Regions from separate parts of the Mus musculus genome. Here regions 1, 2, 4 and 5 are each linked to region 3. The links are chromatin contacts, called in public promoter capture Hi-C maps. All regions are on one chromosome and are shown on one strand. The core of a region is the stretch at or near the end of the contact, and the rest is flanking DNA. Distances in the headings are between cores, read along the strand shown.

The links. Promoter capture Hi-C pulls out the DNA fragments that hold promoters and counts their contacts.
Region 1: a contact with region 3 is called in a promoter capture Hi-C map of trophoblast stem cells, with 4 times the contacts expected there. The contact joins the enhancer-like site here to the promoter of Rtraf in region 3. A contact is called at or near these places in 19 of 39 promoter capture datasets (the 3T3-L1 cell line, 3T3-L1-derived adipocytes, the C10 cell line and 12 more), 1 of 15 datasets of contacts at CTCF or cohesin (large pre-B cells), 1 of 484 Hi-C or Micro-C datasets (bone marrow-derived macrophages), 11 of 115 datasets of contacts at active chromatin or transcription factors (the SCID.adh cell line, bone marrow-derived macrophages, embryonic basal ganglia and 5 more) and 3 of 9 other capture datasets (adipose tissue, embryonic stem cells and liver).
Region 2: a promoter capture Hi-C map of liver shows a contact between it and region 3, with 2.5 times the contacts expected there. The contact joins the enhancer-like site here to the promoter of Rtraf in region 3. A contact is called at or near these places in 10 of 39 promoter capture datasets (the C10 cell line, the HPC-7 cell line, cranial neural crest and 5 more), 1 of 484 Hi-C or Micro-C datasets (pro-B cells), 12 of 115 datasets of contacts at active chromatin or transcription factors (the SCID.adh cell line, acute myeloid leukemia, astrocytes and 6 more) and 3 of 9 other capture datasets (adipose tissue, embryonic stem cells and liver).
Region 4: a contact with region 3 is called in a promoter capture Hi-C map of trophoblast stem cells, with 6 times the contacts expected there. The contact joins the enhancer-like site here to the promoter of Rtraf in region 3. A contact is called at or near these places in 16 of 39 promoter capture datasets (the 3T3-L1 cell line, 3T3-L1-derived adipocytes, the C10 cell line and 12 more), 2 of 15 datasets of contacts at CTCF or cohesin (embryonic stem cells and pro-B cells), 50 of 484 Hi-C or Micro-C datasets (the AML12 cell line, B cells, the C2C12 cell line and 34 more), 22 of 115 datasets of contacts at active chromatin or transcription factors (the NIH/3T3 cell line, the SCID.adh cell line, acute myeloid leukemia and 15 more) and 5 of 9 other capture datasets (adipose tissue, embryonic stem cells, liver and 2 more).
Region 5: a promoter capture Hi-C map of embryonic stem cells shows a contact between it and region 3. The contact joins the enhancer-like site here to the promoter of Rtraf in region 3. A contact is called at or near these places in 15 of 39 promoter capture datasets (the 3T3-L1 cell line, 3T3-L1-derived adipocytes, the C10 cell line and 11 more), 6 of 115 datasets of contacts at active chromatin or transcription factors (acute myeloid leukemia, bone marrow-derived macrophages, embryonic forebrain and 1 more) and 3 of 9 other capture datasets (liver, macrophages and pancreatic islet).

What each region holds. Positions count from the first base shown.
Region 1 is chr14:20,109,784-20,112,483 of GRCm38.p6, reverse strand. No RefSeq gene overlaps it. Among named protein-coding and RNA genes, the nearest start is that of Gm41104, 19 kb to the left of the region's middle. Within about 2 kb of position 1,428, at least 7 of the 459 cell types and tissues checked have an H3K27ac peak or open chromatin away from gene starts, as enhancers often do. A contact at or near this core is called in trophoblast stem cells, where this site is marked.
Region 2 is chr14:20,313,953-20,316,652 of GRCm38.p6, reverse strand. It overlaps Nudt13 (nudix (nucleoside diphosphate linked moiety X)-type motif 13), which reads right to left. Exons shown (of 9, transcript NM_026341.3): 9 at 1-629. The coding sequence ends at 429. Among named protein-coding and RNA genes, the nearest start is that of Nudt13, 21 kb to the right of the region's middle. Within about 2 kb of position 1,317, at least 11 of the 459 cell types and tissues checked have an H3K27ac peak or open chromatin away from gene starts, as enhancers often do. A contact at or near this core is called in liver, where this site is marked.
Region 3 is chr14:19,822,373-19,825,072 of GRCm38.p6, reverse strand. Rtraf (RNA transcription, translation and transport factor) reads left to right here and starts at 1,250. Exons shown (of 8, transcript NM_026528.3): 1 at 1,250-1,404; 2 at 2,383-2,507. The coding sequence starts at 1,344.
Region 4 is chr14:20,245,788-20,248,487 of GRCm38.p6, reverse strand. No RefSeq gene overlaps it. Among named protein-coding and RNA genes, the nearest start is that of Kcnk16, 22 kb to the left of the region's middle. Within about 2 kb of position 1,352, at least 42 of the 459 cell types and tissues checked have an H3K27ac peak or open chromatin away from gene starts, as enhancers often do. A contact at or near this core is called in the C2C12 cell line, the HL-1 cell line, the NIH/3T3 cell line and 3 more, where this site is marked.
Region 5 is chr14:20,219,784-20,222,602 of GRCm38.p6, reverse strand. No RefSeq gene overlaps it. Among named protein-coding and RNA genes, the nearest start is that of Kcnk5, 39 kb to the right of the region's middle. Within about 2 kb of position 1,397, at least 10 of the 459 cell types and tissues checked have an H3K27ac peak or open chromatin away from gene starts, as enhancers often do. A contact at or near this core is called in embryonic stem cells, where this site is marked.

The DNA.
Region 1 (2,700 bases), core at 179-2,678, 290 kb before region 3:
GAAAGCATTTGGTTCTATGCAATTACAACTGAGTTATTGAAAAAGTTTAGTGGAAAATTTGGTTTGACTTTGGAACCCATTAATTTGCAACATTGCCACCTTGTGGCATTACTAATAAATTACAGGCTAAGGCTAACAGGAAGTGTTCGCTACAGAGCCATTTTCCTGTCAGGCTCTTCTCCTTTACTCTAAGGCAGAAGTTCTCAGTCTGCGCCCCAGGGGTCACCTAAGACCATTGGAAAACACGGTATTACACTGCAATTCATAACAGTAGCAAAATTACAGTTACAAAGTAGCAAACAAAAATACTTTTATGACTGGGGGAGGGGGTCACCACAGCATGAGGAACTGTATTAAAGGGTCATAGCATTAGAAAGGTTGAAAACCACTGCTCCAAGGTCTTAGGAGGTAGCCTAAGGTGGGTCACTTCCAAGCATCTCCATAGAGGTGTGCTACCCCTTTAAAACCCAAATCGGGTAATGTTAGGGGTTATCACTTAAGCTTCTAGAGCTCTCTCCAAAAATGGCTTCAATTCCCAACTTTAGGGCCCAGAGTGTTCAACTTGGGTGTCCTACCAGCTTGAAGGGTTGTTTGCCAAAATATATGAACAGCTACAAATGTGTGTCCCTTCTGCGGAGCCATCCAGTCTTTGACTAGATCCCGAAAGATGTCTGACTCTAAGAGATTACAAAAATTCCTGTTCTGAAATGACATAGACCAAAGCTCATCAAAAGGATGGGAGGGCGTGTTTAGTCTAAAGAACTGCTACATAGACATAACAGAGATTACGCAAGACTCCCCGAGAGGGTAAAGCCTGGAGGAGTCTATTTTCTTTGCTTTCTTGTACTTAAAATGTATTTTACTTTTCTGATTGACTGTGTATGAGTGTGCATGTGTGCATGTGTGTGTATATGAGTGTGTTTGTGTCTGTGAGTGTGTGTGTATGAGTGTGTGTGTTTGTGTGAGTTGTCTCAGAGCGCACGTATGGAGGCCAGAAGACAACTCTTAGGAGTTGGTTATCTTTCCATATCGTGTGGGTCTCTATAGTTGAACTCATGTCATGAAGGTTGGCGGCAAACACCTTTATTAGAAAAGTCACCTCTGAGCATAGGTAGGCCTGCTTCCCTACTCTTGATGCTTACCCGCCCCCCCCCCCAACACAGGAATTCAGAGAGAATTCAAACTTCCTCAGCAGATGAGTGACCTTCTGTCCTTCCAAAGGTTTATGGAGAAAAGGAAGGATTTTACAGCCACCCAGAGAGACTGATTAATCCAAAGTAGCTGGAGGCAAAGGAACCAGGCTACTAAAGATAACAGTGTTTGATGCAAACAACCTCCTTCTTTGTCTCCAGATCAGGTGCCCAGGCTGGGCTTGAGAAGTTGATTAATAGGTTAGTTACCTTTTGCATTAGGGAAAAGTGCCAGGCTTTATCTCCTTGATTGCACAAAGGTGCCTAGCTGCCACTTTGCTGGCCACACCCTCTTGTTTGTGTGTATATAGGGAGTTCTCTGGGAAGAGGGTAACTTTTTCCAAATGTTTAGTTCTATTTTCTAAAACCTAAGAATATTGATATCCTAGCCATGTATTTATGAATCTAGTACATTATTTTTAAAGAGATTTATTTTTATGTGATGAGCCTTTGCCTGTAGGGCACTGTTTTAGCTAGTGTTTTACTGCTGTGAACAGACACCATGACCAAGGCAACTCTTATAAGGACAACATTTAATTGGGGCTGGGTTACAGGTTCAGAGGTTCAGTCTGTTATCATCAGTGCAGGTACGTGGCAGCATCCAGGCAGGCATGGTACAGGAGGATCTGAGAGTTCTACATCTTTATCTGAAGGCTGCTAGCAGAATGCTGGCTTCTAGGCAGCTAGGATAGGGTCTTAAAGCCCACATCCACAGTGACACACCTACTCCAAAAAGGCCACACCTACTTGAATAGGGACACACTTTCTAATAGTGCCACTCCCTGAGCCGAGCATATTCATACCATCACAGGTATGTGTGAATGTGCGTTTGCATGTGTGTGTGTGTGTGTGTGTGTGTGTGTGTGTGTGTGTGTGTGTGTAGTACATGTAGAGGTCAGAAGAGGGCATGAGATTCCCTGGAACTGGAGTTGTAGACCGTTATTGTAATGGGTGCTGGGAATCTAACCCAAGTCCTTTGAAACACCTCTCGAGCCCCAAGTATTTGTTCCTATATTTGTTGTTATTACTTGAATATGTGGGGTCTTCTATGAGCCCCAATTTCCTTATCTGAATAATAAGAGTGTCTTAGTTGAGGTTTCTATTGCTGTGATAAAACACCACGATGGCAAGCAACTTGGAGAGGGAAGGGTTAATTTCAGCTTACTTGTACTAATCAGTCCAGTCTTAAGGAAGTAACTCCAGGCAGGAACCTGGAAGCAGGAGCTAATGAGTGCTGCTTCCTGCCTACTCTGAATGGCTTGTTCATCTTTCTTTTTTTTTTTTTAATGCTTCCTAGCACCACCAGCCCAACAGTGGCATCATCCACAGTAAGCTGGGCCCTCCCACATCAAATATCAGTAAAGAAAACACATCACAGGCTTGCTCACAGGCCAATCTTTTGGGGGCATTTTCTCAGTTTTCCCAATGACTTTAGCTAGTGCCAAGTTGACATAAAAACTAGCCTGCACAGAGAGTGTGGCTGCAAAGGTCTACACTACCCTTTCATCTT
Region 2 (2,700 bases), core at 68-2,567, 490 kb before region 3:
AGTTCCTATAAATCCAACATCAGCCAGTCCAGGCCAGAGGATGTTTGTTCCTACAGCCTTGGGCTACACTCAAGCCAATCAGCAACCTCCCCTCAGCTTTGCACTGTTAGCATCTCATCAGTCAACTCTTCTCCTTACAGTTTTTATTTTCTTTTTAAGTGACGGTGTCTAATATGTTGCCCCCGTTGTCCTGGGCAAAAGTGACGCTCTCGCCTCTGCCTCCGCCTCCATGGTAGCTGGGACAAGTACAGGTACAAGCTGCTCTATCCAGTTCACACCAACATTTTTGGTGGAGCATTAGAAGGCTTTAGGCAGTGGAACTTCTCAGAGAGCCTCTGCCCGGGAAGGCTTTGTCACCTCCCTTCGCAGGTCATCTCCAGAGTGCCCTGCAGCAATGCCCAGGAGGGATCCAGACGGCTCCATTTGAGCTAAGCAGCCAGGGAAGAACAGCTCCGCGTCTCCACCCACTTCTTAATCAAGTGGTGGGCAATGGCTAACTTGGGAGGCAGCAACAGTGGGGAAGCCTCACTCGGCTGCAGAGCCAAGGAGCCCTTTCTCCTCAGGGCTGTGGTCACCTCATCAAGACTGAACCAGGCGGCTGCCTCTAGTTCCTTCAAGTTCACCTGAATCTGAAAGACAAGGAAGGGGTATAGGGTAGGGGTAAAGTTAGGAACTATGAAATATAAAACACCACGGCCAAAGTGAGAAAATTCATACAGAACGGTGCAGTCTTAGATGGGAACACCTGGGACCAATGGCTAGGTTAAAATCAGTTCTAGATAATGTTCAGAAACTGAACAGAGAATTAAATGTATTTTGAAATAGTTCTAAAAAAGATAAATTTTTAAAAATTTTATCCTATTTGTACAATAGTTATAATTAAAAAAAAAATCCTTCTTGTCCAAGGCTGATGGCATTTGTTAAGCCCGGATTCAGTCCCCAGTGTACACACACATAAAATCCTAAAGCAGACACTTAAACTATCGAGTGGCAAGGCATGAGTGAGTGTGTCGCATCAAGTATATAACCCTTTCAATTAAAAAGGAGCTGCAGGGTCAGTGGGATGGCTCAGTGGGTACAGGCGCTTGCTGTCAATCTGAGCGTGGTCCTCAGGGTGCATGTGACCAAAGGAGAGGACAGACTCCTGAAACTTGTCTTGGATGTCCATATATGTCCACACACAAATACAGGCAATTTTTTTTAAAGAATCAACATTCATACAAATGCTATTCTCTTTAAAGGATAAAGGTTAATGATAACTGAAAGCAAGAAGCAAAGTAAACACAGACTGTCCCAGGAAGTGGAAGCAGATTAGAGAGCCCATAAAAATCAGAGGACAGAACAGGCAAGCCAGGCAGGGCATTCGGTGACTTCCATCTGTCAGACATGCCACAAACAAGCAGGGTGAATTTAGGTAAGACATCAAAGTCCCTGTCAGCCAGAGGTTCCTATAGTTTTATATCACCAGTCCCCAACATCCCCAAGTCCTTGGGCAGGAACACCAATCCCAAACTGTTAAGTGAGGTAGGTATGTGCATTCTATTTCTATGTAAGGAACTGTTAAAAACTGACGGTGAAAAATAAATCGCAGCATACATGGAGTTGGCACATGGATACACACGCCAAAGAGTGAAGCTGGACTCTTTGTACCAAAATCCAACGCAAAATGGATTAAAGATTAAATGCGTGTAGGAGTTGTGATAGTGGACTGGGCACTGCCTTTTTATAGATGTGGCTTTAAAAGTAAAGGCAGGAAACGCTAAAGTAGACAGGGTGAGGTCAGAATAAAAACCTAGACAGCAAAGCAAGCACAGAACACAAAAGCACTTATAAGGTGAGAGAAGGTTTGCAGAACAAATATAAAGAATTAATGCCCAAAATCCATAAGGATTCTTTGCAGCTCAACAGCACAGACGGGATGTGTCGGAGCTCAGCGGGACCAGGCACCTTTGAGGTTCTGCGTCCAGTCCCTAGCACTGGAAAAAGACAAAAGCACTCCAACAGATGGCTCTTAAAAGAAGAAATTGTTTATAACTTTTTGGTTTTGTTTTTGAGACAGGGTTTCTCTGTGTAGCTCCGCCTGTCCTTCAACTCCCTTTGAAGACCACGCTGGCCTTGAACTCAGACATTCACCTGCCTCAGTGCTTGGGATTCAAGGCGCGTACCACACAGAGAAACCATATCTCAAAAAATAAAGAAAGGAGGGGGGAGGGGAAAGAGGAAGAAGAGGAGAAGGAAGAGGAAGAAAAGGAGGAAGAGGAGGAGGAGGAGAAGAAATATATGGTCAACAAATGTGTAATGAAGTACCAAGTGTCAGTGATCAGGGAAATTCAGAGCATCAGTGTGAGAGGCCCCGCTTACCCACTAAGATGGTGTGGCAGTGTGAGTGAGAGCGGTCTCTGTAGGCTCATAGGTTTCAATGCTTGGTTCCCAGCTGGTGGAACTGTTGGAGGTGGTGGATTTTTTTGTTCTGTTTTTGTTTTTAAAGATTTATTTATTTTTATTTTCTGTAGAGGAGTACACCATTGCTCTCTTCAGACACACCAGAGGAGAACATCAGATCCCATTACAGATGGTTGTGAGCCACCATGTGGTTGCTGGGACTCAGAACCTCTGGAAGAGCAGTCAGTGCTCTTAACCGCTGAGCCATTTCTCCAGCCCCCAGAACTGTTTAGAAAGGATTAGGAGGCATGCCACTGG
Region 3 (2,700 bases), core at 1-2,500:
ACAATTTACCTGGCACCTCGGAACTCCCTTAACCTCCCCAGATTATATATACTTCTACCTCTAAATAATAATGTTTCTTCACCCCTAGTACCAATCACACCTACACAGTTTTTATTCAAGTATATTCCCAATGTATGGGGTATAAAGATTAGAAGGGTCAAGATGGCCTGAACTTGCTTGGGGTATAGGCACAATTAAGGGGAAACTATGTCCTCTAATAAGCTTTTAAGAAGAATCTCTTATTTACTCTCATATGCCTGTGCATGTGATTAAAGCCAGATGCATTATTGGAAGGGACGTGAGCAGTATTGAAATGATCGTATAACCTGATCTATCAATTGAAATAAAGGATCATTCACATTAGTAACCAGCGCCTCCTTTTTCTTGACCGGTGAAGAGACCCAGGCTGTAGCCTGAGGTACTTGGTACTTTTGCTCGCGTTGCCTGCTGTCATTCTGTAACTTTGCACTATAGCATTGCTTCAAATAAAACTATTTTGCTTTTGCATATTTGGATAAGAGGCCAAAAACCTGGAAGCATGCAACTTAGATCATAAGCACCGACAGCTTTGCTAAAAGATAAGAAGAAAGTTTTAAATGGGCGCTTTAGATTATCAGTCGCGTTACAGAGTGGGGAAAATACATCAGGAAAGGCAAGAAAGGATGAGAGAGAAGAGATGGCAGGACTTAGTGGCCCACTGAAGGTAGTGACTGAGAGGTTTGAGGAGAAGGAAACGCAGGTTCCCGGTTTCTGACTTCACTGTTTGGGGACAAACTGAAATATGGCATGGGGGTTGTATCTAATCTCCACATCACTCCAATTAGTCCGAAAGAATATCCTGCAGGGACCTTTCTTTTCGATCTTTGTATTACCAGCGTTCAAAGACGAGCAATTAATACGCTCAAGATATTAAACAGCAACTCTGAGCCAATAAGAGCTATAGCCGACTCGAGAAAGCGTACAGACATTTTTTTTTTTTTTTTTTTTTTGGTTTTGGTTTTGGGTTTTGGTTTTGCCTACTGTTGCAAGAAAAGGAGTTAGATCCACGAATCGCAGCTTCAGACCTGCTTTCGGTCCATTGTACAACTAGGAAGCTGACAATAAAGTTTATTTGAGCGTCGACGTGCACCGACGTGGCCCCGCCTCCTAAGCAGCAGCGATGATTGGCCAGCGCTTGCGGGCTGCGGGCGTTCCTAAGCCGCGATTGGCTCCGTCCGCCGTCCGTCGGAGCGTCGGTCACCGCCCCGCCCCTTCGCCGCGTCGCCGGTGCCTGCGCTGCCCGCCTCACCTCGCTTCTCCTGTCCCGGCGGAGGCCCGGGCGGCCAGCGCGAGCAGCGGGGACCATGTTCCGACGCAAGCTCACGGCCCTGGATTACCACAACCCCTCAGGCTTCAACTGCAAAGGTGGGTGGCGGCCGCGGGGTTCGGCGACGGCGCCTCCCCAGCCCGCCCGGACCCGGACCCAGACCCGGCAGCCGCTGCCCTGAGGCGCTCGGCAGGCTTCCCGGCCCCCGGGCGGCTCGGCGGGCACCTGCGGGGTAGGGGAGGGGACCGGGGATGCCCTTCGGGGCGCGCAGAAAGTTCGTGGCCGGCTGCCAGGGAAGTGGAACCGTTCAGAAAAAAAGATATTCCAGTCCTGCGGGCCAGTGGGAAACTGAGAGTGAGGCGGGGACCAGGGCCTCATTCCGCTGTGCAGGACGCACCGGTAGAAGCGGGGTGGCAGCGTTTGGTCTCCAGAAGCATATCAGGGTCAGTCCTGGTTTTTACTTGGCTTTTACTTGGCTCAAGATTGCTGGGTGGCGGTAGAGCCGAAATTGGGGGTTGAGACCTCAGTTTTCTGACGAGTAAAATGAGGATCTTTCCTGAGGGTTTTGGGTTTTGGTGTTTGGAGGGGTTGGATCTAAGGAAGCAGGTGCGTCCCGGTAACTGTACACTGTCCCCTAGCTTTCAGTTTTTAATATTTGTATTCAGGGTGCTTTAATCGTTTATTTCTAGTTTATTTTATTCTATTGGCTTGCTTCAAAGTTTTTACCTGCCCAATGCCCCTTAAACTCTAAAGGAACCAGAGTTCTAATAAAACATAGGAAACACTGTGCCCTGCATGTTTAATTCATTCAATACTCAAAACATCCCCACGAAGTAAGTCCCGTTTTCCTCATCTTGTATCTGAAGAATCTGAAGCTTAGAAAGTGTATCCGGTTTTCTGAGGCTCATCCAGAATTTGAGTCTATTGCAGTGAGCCAGGTATCTATGGCTCTGCAGTCTGAACTTTGAGCTCTTGCTGACTTCCCTCGGGGTCAGTTAATGTAGTGTTTGCAGGTTAGAAAGCCACCAAGGATCACAAAGGCTTTTAGTGACTTGATATATGATGTTTCGTTGCAGATGAAACAGAATTTAGAAACTTTATCGTTTGGCTTGAAGACCAGAAAATCAGACACTACAAGATTGAAGACAGAGGTAACTTGAGAAACATCCACAGCAGTGACTGGCCCAAGTTCTTTGAAAAGGTAATGAATCAGGAAGTAGAAGGAAGCACAGAGAACTTTTGTAAACGTTGTATGTTGAGTTGAAAATTCCTATGTTCTTTTAAGATATAATAGTGATCAGTGTGAGTAAAGCTAACTCCATGGATTCAAACTCTGTTGTTTTGATTTTTAAAGCAAATTATATTATCTCCAACCGAGCTGTCAGTATTTGGAT
Region 4 (2,700 bases), core at 103-2,602, 420 kb before region 3:
TTCTCCCCGTGTCTCCAGTTTCCCTGCCTCTCCTCTGGCCTTGTGACCACAGCAGCACAGAGTGGGTCTCTGCAGTCCAACCATGCACATGCAGGCTCCCCAGGCCCAGGCAGTATCCTGGGTTTACCTGAGCCAGTGGGGTTCTTGGCCCTAGTGGGCTCCTGTGACTCTGCTCCCTCCATTGCTGTGATAGGGATTCTACCCTCTGTGTACCAACCCCTCAGACCTAGGGCCTCTTGGAACTGGGTCAGCGGCAGCCTTTTGACCAAGAAAGCCCAAAAGGCTGTTACACCACCCTGTTTGCGCCATCTGATCCACTCCGAGGTGGGCCAAGGCCAGACCAGAGTAAAGTCTCAGGCCCTCTTCCAGAAACCTTGGGTCTGAATAGAGGAAGCAAGGATGAGGCAGAGGTGTGCTCTCCACAAATAGGATCTGGCAATTCAATGCTCAGGAGAGTCTCTAATTGGCCTCTGTTACTTTGTCCCCCCAGCCAGGTGCCCTTGGAAGAGCCCTTTCTCCTCTCCCACCAGGACCCTGGTGCTCAGAAGTGCTTGCTTCCAGCAGGAGACAACTTAATAGGAAGGGTGTCCAAGAGAAGGCTGATGATTGGCCAGATTCTTACACTTGTGCACCAATGGGAAGAATTGTTGATGTTCAGCCCTCCAAATCTGCCTAAGTAGCCAGCACAGTAGGCCATGTCTGTATTCCCAGCATTGGGGAAGTTGAAGGCAGAAGGATCAACAATTCCAGGTTATCCTCAGCTACACTGTGAGTTTGAGGCTAGCCTGTCTCAAAAACCAAAGAGAGAGAGAGAGAGAGAGAAAGAGAGAGAGAGAGAGAGAGAGAGAGAGAGAGAGAAGAAGAAGAAGAAGAAGAAGAAGAAGAAGAAGAAGAAGAAGAAGAAGAAGAAGAAGAAGAAGAAGAAGAAGAAGAAGAAGAAAAGGAAGGAAGGAAGGAAGGAAGGAAGGAAGGAAGGATGGAAGTAAGGAAGGAAGGAAGGAAGGAAGGAAGAAACCACCACTGGGGAGGGTGCGTAGAGGGAGGCAGAGGGAGGCAGGAAAGTCAGGAGAGGCTAAGCAGAGAGGCTGAGTCTGACTTGCTGCCTGCAGGACCATCATTCTGCCTTCCTGGCAGGCTCAGATGTGGCCACCCACTGCCCACAGACAGAAAGGATGCTCCGAAGCAGGCCACTGGGGCTAGGTGTGCAGCCCACCTTCCTGGGTAGGAGCCTCAATTCTGCCCTGTCAGGCTCTGTTGCCCCAGGCAAACTTGGGAGTGATCACCAATTTCCCTCTGCAACACAGATAAGATCTCCCAGGATTGATGACTAAGTTTTGCAAAGAACTCTAAGCAATGCGTCAGCCCCTGTGAGCACGCATGCCTTCGCAGCCAGGTCGGTGGACCAAGGCAGGAGGAAGCACCGCTCTGCAGGCCCCAGCTGACGTGGCGCCTCTGCTGACCTCTTTGAAGGCCAGGGTTGATCTGAGCTCTGCCCCCAGGAGCTCCCTGCTGACACTATCCCATGCTGGCCGGGATGAGGGGCTCTGGACATCCGTGACTCATGGGGGAGCGTCCAGGCAGAGTCTAAGAACCGTGGGCCAAGTGTGCAGATGTGCCCCCAGGGACCAGCCACAGCTGCTCCAAGATGCTTCCTGCAGCCAGAGCTTGCTCTTCTGTCCCTCCAGCACTTACTGTCCTGACTACATGGCTTCCGGCATGATCCAAGCACGGGGATGCTTCCCTCTAAGATACCTTTATCATTATTTACATCTTGTCTTGCTCGGGTTTGGTTTTAAGTTTTTGAAATCAGGTCTCGTGGGATCCAGGCTGGCCTTGAACAGACTGTATAGTTAAGGCTGATTCTGGATTCCTAATTTTCCTGTCTCTATCTCCCAAGTATTAGGATAAAAATGCCCGTATGGTCGGGAGCACTGGTTTAGTCTCTGAAATTGTCTTGGAGGGACAATAGTTGCTAAGGCCATCATGAAGGTGTTACTGGGTATAGTGACACACAACTTTAATCCCAACATTTGGGAGACAGAGATAGGCAGATCTCCACGAATCTGAGGCCAGCCTGCTCTACATATTCAGGCCAGCCAGAGAGATACATAGTAAGACACTGTCTTTTTTTTTTTTTTTTTAAGTCAGCAGGATGGTTCAGTGGGTAGAGTCACTTGCCACGAGCCGGATGACCTCAGCCCAGCCCCCAGGTCCCGCGTGCTGGAAGGAGAGACCCGGCTCCCGTGAATTGTCTTCTGACTTCCACATGCATTCCACAGGACATCAGCACTGCTCCCAAACACGAATAGTCAATCAATCAATTCTAGCCAAGTCAGGCGTGGGGGCGCAGATCTGTAAGCTACTTAGGAGGCTGAAGCAGAGTGACTCCAAGTTCAAAGCCAGACTGGGCCTGAGTTCAAGGGCAGCTTAGGCAACTTGGCAAGAAGAGCCTGTCCTAAAATTAAAAGTGAGAAGAGGACTGGGGTTGTAGCTTGGCTGCAGAGTGCTTGCCTAGCATGTTCAGAGGGCAACAGTAAACACAAAACAGTCCTTTCAGGTAGTCCAGAGAGGTGTCCTTCTTGTCCTACACAGTGTCACCTATGAGAGAGGAAGTGGCTCTGAAATCTTTGCCTTTATATCTATCTCCTCACCCCAAGGAGCTCCCCACCTTACCCAGCCAATTAACATCAACCAATTGCC
Region 5 (2,819 bases), core at 148-2,647, 400 kb before region 3:
AAAAAAGATTAGGGAAAGTGAAGCAGATTTAAACATACAAGTCTACAGAAAGGATGTTCGCATAAAGAATAGGTAAAAATGTCTGATTTGCTGGTTTGGTGCAAGCCTGAGATTTTTAAAATCCCCGATCTTGAGAGGTTCTTGACTTTTTTTTTTCTATAGGCTGAAGGCTTTAGAGAGTCACAGTCTTGGAGTTTTTCTGGAAAGCCCCCTTCCCAAGTTTTCCATCCTATTAGTTCAAGATGCAAAGCCTTGTCTAATGAAGATTCCAGGCCTTGGGGTTGCCTCCCTTTCTAATCTTGTGTATCGGACTGTCTGTAACTTCTCAGCTCTCAGAGTTCTGAGACAAGCTTGCTCCAGCACCAGCTCAGGAGAGAGGCCCAGCATCCCCTGGTCACCTGTAATAAGCTCTAAGAACACTTCCTACTGAAAATGGAGCATTGTGATTTGTCTCTTATGCAGGCAGGTATCATCATGTCTCGGCTATATCCATTTTTCTCCCCATTGCTGTATAATAGGAGTATGTCTTCATTCCAGTGTCTCCCTCCCAAACTTGCACTCCCAAGAGCTTGTAAGTGAACATGGTCAGCAGGTCATGAGTGAGAGCAGCTTAGGAACACCACGTCTCCAACATGCAAGTACTCACTCACCTTCAGAAGTTTCCAGATGCTTGCCCCCTTGGCTGCACACTTTTAATGTCCATTTAATTTAATCATTTCATTCATTCATTCATTCATTCATTCATCTTGTGTGTCTATGTTGTACTTCTAGAGTTGACTTTCCCCTTCCACCATTTGGGTCCTGGGAATCAAAGACAGAATTTCAGGCTTCGCAGCAACAGCCTACAGCCTACAGCCTACAGCCCGGGTTTTTGTGCACACCAATATGTATATTCTCTCACGCACACATGGAAAGAAGACTGGTAATTGTGTTGAGTCCAGAGTTGGAAAATTAAGGGGCAAGCTGGGGGAAACAGAAACCTCAACAATCTATGCCTTTGGAACGGACGCATTTTAAAGATTTTATTATTTTATTTTTAATTATGTGCATGTGAGTGCAGGTGCCTGAGGAGGCCAGAAGAGGGTGTCAGATCCTCTGGAGCTGGAATTACAGGTGGTTGAGAGCTGCCCAACTTAGGTGCTGACTCCAAACTCAGGTCCTCTGCAAGGGCAGCAAGCATTCTGAACTTCTGAGCCATCGCTCCAGCCCCAGCCGGTTGGAATATTGAGTGGTATTGTTTCTCAGTTACAGGGGCGTGGGGACGCATCTCCCCGGGTGCTTCAGCCCTCTCTGTTTTCTTTAAACCCACCAAGACAGTCAGTCACCAGACTGCCTGCGAAGCCTGCCACTCAAACCCTCTGACCCCCACTGCTGTCTGATAAAAGCTACAACTAAGGGGGAAACAAAGAGCTCCTTCAAGGGGAGTCCAGCTTGGGGGAGGGGAGGTTAACAATACAGAGGGGCAGGGAGAGTAAACACCATAGCTAACTGCATCCATAAATTCAAAGCGGCTGTGGAGCTAAGGTGTGGTCTGGGCTCTGCTGACAATCTGGAAAGACTTGCTGGTTGGGAAGCCTGGAAGACAGAGAGGATAAGGAAGGAGAGGAGGCAGTGATGAGGACCTGTGGACTGTGGGTACTGTGCCCTTTCTCCTTCCTTCCAGAACATTCCACCACCCTCCTTCCTGCCCCCACCCCTACTACACACACTTCACTGTAAGAATGCTGGCTTATTCTCATTCATGACAATCTCCTTCACCTACCCACTGGGTTTCCAGCCCTGGCCCATCCCACGACCCAGGGGGACCCGTTTCTCCAACTGGAACCAACAAGCTGCGGCTGAGGCACTGGCAAGGAGGGATCAGCACTACTGGATCATCTGCCTCCCGCAGCCAGTCTTTGGATGTGATGGCAGCAAGCATAGGACCATTGCTGTCTCCTGGTGAGAATTGCTACTCAGGGTCACCCCTACAGGCACATTTGCCTGTTCATCCATCCCTTGTCCATCCATCCATCCATCCATCCATCCATCCATCCATCCCTTGTCCATCCATCCATCCATCCCTTGTCCATCCATCCATCCATCCATCCATCCCTTGTCCATCCATCCATCCATCCCTTGTCCATCCATCCATCCATCCATCCATCCCTTGTCCATCCATCCATCCATCCATCCATCCATCCATCCATGATGATGATGATGTAACTGAGAACGACGTTGAGTTCTGTTCCTCCTGCCTCTACCTCCTGAGTGCTAGGATTGTAGGCATGTACCATCATGTATGTATATGTGTGCGTGTGCGTGTGCGTGTGCGTGTGTGTGTGTGTGTGTGTGTGTGTGTGTGTGTTTATTCTAGTATAAACAAACAGAGAGGCTGGGAGAATAGCCTGAGTTATATAGCAAGTCCCAGATTAACCTCAAAGGCTAGTGAGAGTCTCAAAACTGGGGTGGGAGTGTGGGGGAGGGTCAGTAGCAAGGGTGGGTGGAGCCTGGAAAGGAGCCCAAGGCAGAAAGGCTGCAGAGGTGGGGGCAGAGGGCAGAGGAGTCTCTATTGGCATCTGTTCCACAGACCACATGATTCTTGCATTCATCAGTGACTGGACCCCACCTGACCAGCTCTAGTCAATGATTAAGAATTGAGGATGGCAGTAAAGAACGATTATTGCTGAAGCCTAGGGGCAGGGAACATGGTGTGCATGTATAAGAAGGACAGACAGACAGACAGACAGAGGCTCTAGGAAGATAATGGTTCCATGGGGAAATTACTCTCATCCGTGTAAAAGTTGGATACAACTGAGGGTCTGTAATCCCCGCCTTCC